Linked DNA regions of Mus musculus: region 2 is linked to region 1. Evidence: chromatin contacts called from public HiChIP or PLAC-seq data. All regions are on one chromosome and are shown on one strand. Each heading gives the region's core, a stretch centred on a gene start, on an enhancer-like site or on the middle of the called end of the contact. The rest is flanking DNA. Distances are from core to core; before and after follow the strand shown.

The links. HiChIP or PLAC-seq counts read pairs in DNA pulled down with a chosen protein or histone mark.
Region 2: a contact with region 1 is called in an H3K27ac HiChIP or PLAC-seq map of embryonic stem cells, with 7 times the contacts expected there. The contact joins the enhancer-like site here to the promoter of 5430421F17Rik in region 1. A contact is called at or near these places in 1 of 39 promoter capture datasets (the C10 cell line), 3 of 484 Hi-C or Micro-C datasets (bone marrow-derived macrophages, embryonic fibroblasts and gonadal supporting cells), 4 of 115 datasets of contacts at active chromatin or transcription factors (all in embryonic stem cells) and 3 of 9 other capture datasets (adipose tissue, liver and pancreatic islet).

Annotation. Positions count from the first base shown.
Region 1 is chr8:25,304,921-25,307,663 of GRCm38.p6, reverse strand. 5430421F17Rik (RIKEN cDNA 5430421F17 gene) reads left to right here and starts at 1,394. Exons shown (of 3, transcript NR_040352.1): 1 at 1,394-1,509; 2 at 1,944-2,038.
Region 2 is chr8:25,577,110-25,579,852 of GRCm38.p6, reverse strand. Letm2 (leucine zipper-EF-hand containing transmembrane protein 2) reads left to right here. Exons shown (of 11, transcript NM_001364069.1): 10 at 59-133; 11 at 1,049-1,363. The coding sequence ends at 1,111. Among named protein-coding and RNA genes, the nearest start is that of D830025C05Rik, 18 kb to the left of the region's middle. Within about 2 kb of position 1,407, at least 49 of the 459 cell types and tissues checked have an H3K27ac peak or open chromatin away from gene starts, as enhancers often do. A contact at or near this core is called in embryonic stem cells, where this site is marked.

The sequences.
Region 1 (2,743 bases), core at 145-2,644:
AGCCTCCAGGGCAGAAAGGAAAGCAAGGCAGGGAGGATTCCCGGAAGGAACCCGGCGCCATTGCTGATTCTCCTGAAAGCCACTGGGAGCTACTTTCAGATTCCCTCTTATGGTCACTTTAATTAAGTAAATAACCCAAAAGTTTTAGGAAAATGGCCAACGTGAAAAGTCCAGGGGGCCTCAGCTACCTAAAGGTTCACAGTTTCTTCCATGTGGTCTGGAAAAGGGACCCTTTTAGATACAGCAACAGGAGAAGCTCTGCTCGCCAAGGAAAGAGAAGACGAGCCTAGACTCCATGGTGGCTGTCAGCCAGCAAAATCCCACAAGGATTGTGATTTGCATTCCAGGCCTTGTCCTTCGAGCCTTGCAGTAAACAGCACAGCAGCTCCCTTGTACATTAGCTCAGAAATATTGACTCCCTCTCCATCCTTCTGGGAGCTCTCGGTGTCTAGAGGCTTCTTTTGGGTCACAGGCGGTCTCTGCCTTCCTCGGGAGGTTAAAGGGTTCAGCTCTTCTTTTATTACCAAAATGTGAATCCCATAATCACATTGCTCCCACTGTTGAGTTAGCTGACCCCGCGAATCGACTGTTTTCATCAGAGAGATACCGTGAGCTACAATGGTATTTAGAGTGACGCAATGCCAAACCGAGGGAAAAGAGCATTCAGAAACAGTTACTGATACAAAATCATCTGGGCCTTTGGGAAGGGGAGAGAAAGCTCACGGCTTCCTCAGCCAGGGACCTCCCTAATAGTACAGGCTGCAAGCTCATTCTGGGGTAATTGTAGAGGCCTTGCCTGCCTCCTCCTGCCTACAGTTTCAACAGGCTCCTGTTCTCTGCCTCAGCTTTCAGCACACACCCAGGCAAACACACAGATAGATGCACATCCGCACCGACTCTTCAATGGCAGGTAGAGTCTGCACTCACCATCATTCCTGTTAGCACACTGACTTTACAAGATTAACCTCAAACCGACAGTTTAATTCCTGGGATTTTTTGACCTACTATGTGTATGTGTGCGCGCAAATGTTCAATTCACTTGGCTGTGTTAATTACAGATGAGTGAGCCCTACCGCAGTCTTCTTTACCAGTTTAGTGATACAGTTTGGGGACCAATTTTAAAGTCTTTGAGAAAGGATAGATGCCAAAGTGCCCTGTTTCCCACTAATCCACAGTGAGCAGCTTGCAAACCATGTCTAAAATTGTCCTCAATTCCAAGTTCTTTCTATACAATCAACCTCTCCAATATAATAATTCTAAAACCTTTTCTTGATCTCTGCTTTTAATAAAGTACATTTAGAGAGGATATGAATTCCAGATTTGATTTCAGACTCTGGGGATGTATATTCCTCTTCTGGAACGTGTATATCCGGTCCTGGGGTGAAAAGGGGCGGAGGGAGAGAGTGTGTGTTTCCACAGCATAACAAACATTCCTTGTATGGCTTGTGCTGTTTACACACTCAGCACATAGGGGAGAGGCAAAGAAGCCTGGGATAATGTTAGAGTCAGGTAAGGAATACTCTGCTGGTGCCGGGTGCCGGGTGCCGGGTGCCGGGTGCCGGGTGCCGGGTGCCGGGTGCCGGGTGCCGGGTGCCGTTGCCAACCTCTTTCTCTTGCTAATGTTTGGAGTTTTGTTTTTGGGTTTGGTTTTTTTTTTTTTTTCCCCTGTAGATGAATAACAACTACAGCGAATAAAGGATCCAGTGGATTCAGTTTTAGGTGATACTTGAGAAAGGGAGAAGGAAAGGGAAAGGGAGAGGGAGAGGGAGAGGGAGCGAGGGAGAGAGGGAGAGAGGGAGAGAGGGAGAGAGGGAGAGAGGGAGAGAGGGAGAGAGGGAGAGAGGGAGAGAGGGAGAGAGTCAGATAGACAGACTTTGTTTGATCACTGTCCTATCAATTCCTAAGCACTTTTGGCATAATGACTGGAATCTCCCCACCCCTAGGTATGACCTTGCCAGAGACCGGATTCCAGTCGTGGGATTCTCCTGCATAAAGGCTGGAAGAAATGATCTGGGCTGCTGAGCACAGGAAGCAGAAGGTGTGCTTCTGACTCATAACCCCCTCCGCTCGAGTGTGTCAGAGCATCTCCTGTGGAGTTGGAGAGATGCAGCCAGCTGGAGCTTGGGGCTAGGATAGGAAGCTTTGTCTCCTGTGGTGGGCTTGCTACCCAGGTGCCTTTGAATCATATAGCTCAGGGTTGACTCCTGAGTGTGACAAACAGAGATAGTAACTTAAATCTGCCGGCTTGTGGTTCAAATGAGCCCTGTCTTGTACTTGAAAAGGAGGTTAGGTGATGGCCTGGAGTTGCCAAAGCAGACACCTCAGTATAGGAGGATTCTCAGAGACAGTCTGATTTGTCCTCTGAGACCCCACGCCACTGTGTCGTGGAAGACAAACTTAGTTTTCTAGTCTCGTTTCCATCTCATGTTCCGGAACAGATTTCTTTGGATAATTTTATCTCTTTTGGAGAAATGCTGGTCTTTTAGATGTCCATGTCTCCCTTTCTTCATCGGGGTGGCCCCTGGGCATATAACAGAGAGGAGCAAGCTTGCTTCCATACGGTATTTCCTGATTACCCTCTATGTCTGATGGAATGTGGCTGGTCAGCTCTCCCTGGACCAGTGACTGTATGTCCTGGCCGTTGGCATTCAGCCAGGGTCTGTTCTAAAGCCTATTGTTGGATCGCTTGTGGTTCTGAGTCAGAGCCCAGGTTCCTTTTTTCCCTAATTCCTCTCCTCCTTAA
Region 2 (2,743 bases), core at 158-2,657, 270 kb before region 1:
TGGTAGATCCTGGTATGCACTGGCTTAAATCACTAATTTCTCAGTTCTAATGTTTAAGGATGAAGAATTTATACAACTGCCCCCAGTACCGTCATCACTCATAGCACCAGCAGCAACTATTTCCAAAGAAGCAGTAAGTAGTCTAGAGGAACCTCTCCCCAGGTATCTGGAAGGGCACTGGGGCCACAGCATCATGCATACCACAGAACACTACAAGAGTCTTGCTGCTATCCAGACAGGAATGCAGGCTGGACTCGAGCGATCTTATGGCCGCTACCTCTTCCCCTCAACTGTCCCGAAGTAGAGGGGGAAAGTCCGCACCCTGCTGGAGCAACCCAAGCATGGAAGTCTAGAGCTAATTACACTATAGGCAGATCCTTAGTTTTATGTGTTAAATGCAAATAGTTCCCACATGTTATCTAGTTTACATGGGCTTCTGATGTCAGGAAATACAAGCAGGAAAGCAATTAAAGTTTCAGAAAAAGACACGTAAATAGGACATTTCTGTGCCCACTTCTCCCATTTGGGCCAAGTAATTTGGGGGAGGTGAGAAAGCACAAGCAAACAGTAGGAAGGTCACTGGGGGGGGGGGGTGGGTGGCTGGGGACAGATGAACTGTGTGTGACAGGTCCACCGTAGGCTCATCTGTGATCCTGTGGCTGGGCTGGCACTCAGAAAGGGATTCCATGCTTGTTTGTATCTCCATCTTTATTACCAAAGCAGTCGTACAGGTCTGAGTCTGTGGCCCCTGTCTCGTTGCTTTCCTTTGGGGAAGGTGGAGCACGTTCACTCTGAATGTAGTTCAAGCTTTCCTGGAACTCAGGCCAGTTCTACTTCCTCACCAGCCTCGACAGGGATTACAGGCTCAACACACATGCACGCACACACACACATGCACACACACACACGTGCACACACACACGTGCACACACACACACACACACTGAGCCTGGCTTGTGGCCATTAGTTTGATTAAGAAGCTCAAAGTAGATGCTTGCAGAATTTAAACTGTTTGTGACCAAAGCCTAAAGTGTTGTTTTATATCCAGATCCTCCAGGCCAAGTCCCAGGAGACCTCACAGAACAGCAAGGCTGATTCCAAAGGAGCCTAAGGATCCCTTGAAGGTGGCGCTCCCTCTCTTCAGTCACTCCGCTCAGCAGTGGCGTCCACAAAGGAATTCCAGCTAAGACTGTCTGGCTTGAGATAAAGGATCAGCCATTAAGTCGTTGGAGGCCTTGTGACCATCCCAGAGATGCAAGCAGTGACACCAAGTTCAGGCCATTTAGAGAAGCTTAATTACAGTCCATCTCTACTGTATAATTTTGTCATCTTACTAAACGTTGCATAAAGACACTCCCACCAAGTTGTGTTCGAATGGCTTCCTGTTTGTGTGAACTTGGGGAGGGGACTGAGCAGGGGTGGGGGTGGGGCTGTGGTTTCTAGGCAAGCACTGGCATTGAGCTGTATGTATTCCCCTGCCCTTTCTTTCACTTTTGTAAATGGCAAGGTAAGATCGGAATTGCCCAGGCTAGCCTTGAATTTTCAGCCTCCCTCACCGCATCTCCCAAGTAGCTAGGATTATGTAGACTTTATGTTACCAGGCCCAATTGGATGTGGACCTTTTAAGAGGAAATATATTTCACAATGGAGTCAGCTTGGCACCTTAAATACCTCTCTCTGCCTCCTGTGGCTTGGAATTGTTAGCCAGAACATGGAGACTCCCCAAACCACCTTTAAGAGCACCTGGCCGGCCTTTGTAGAGGGACTCCTCAGTAGAACAGTACCGTGCCCGAGGACCAGGACGGACGTGCTTCCCAGGAAAGCACAACTTCTTAGAGAAGTTAAACAGATAGTGATGCTGGAGGGACTGTCCCGTCAGAAGACCACTAAATCCTGCAGAGGGTCAGTGTCTGGTTCCCAGCACCCACATGGTCGCCACGACCAATTTCTAACTCCAGTTCTACAGAATCCAGCAACCTCTTCTGAACTTCACAGGTACCATTCATGGTGCACACACACACACACACATATATAAACAAAACACTTATATGCCAGACCGTGGTGGCACGTACCTTTAATTCAAGCACTCTGGAAGGAGAGGCCGGTGGCTCTTTGTGAGTTGGGAGTCCAGGCTGGTCTACAGAGTGAGTTCCAGGACAGCCAGAGCTACACAGTGAGACCCTATCTCGAAACAAACAAGACACAGACATCTCCACCCACTTCCCAGGCCTTGAACTCAGGAGTGCTGGGATTATAGGTGTGTGCCACTACCACATAGCCAATGAACTCCTTAATCATCATTCAAGCAACTGGACTACACCCCAGCCCAGAGCATGTACCTCCTCAAAATGCTCCCTAGTCATGGAGGACCAGTCCCACCCAGTGTGCTAATCAACTGACTTCTGTAGGCTGTGTTCATACACCACTCTGGGAAGCTGCCATTGCTCTAATCTAAGGTATCTCACAATACAACTTCCGTCTGGAAGTGGTGGGTTTTTAAACTTAGTGCATACTATAGATGTGTAATATGGGAAAGGGATTAGCTACTTAACTGGCTTAATCCTCTCATCTCCCTGATGCACGTGGATTCCTTCTGGCCTTCTCAATGAGCAAATGGAAGTAGTTAAGTCATGGAGTCTGGCCATTGAGGACTCCACCTGTGCCCCGACCCACCCCACTCCCATCCCCCATTTTACTTTTTTGGAGACAGGGTATCACCATGCAATCTTGGTTGACCTAGAAC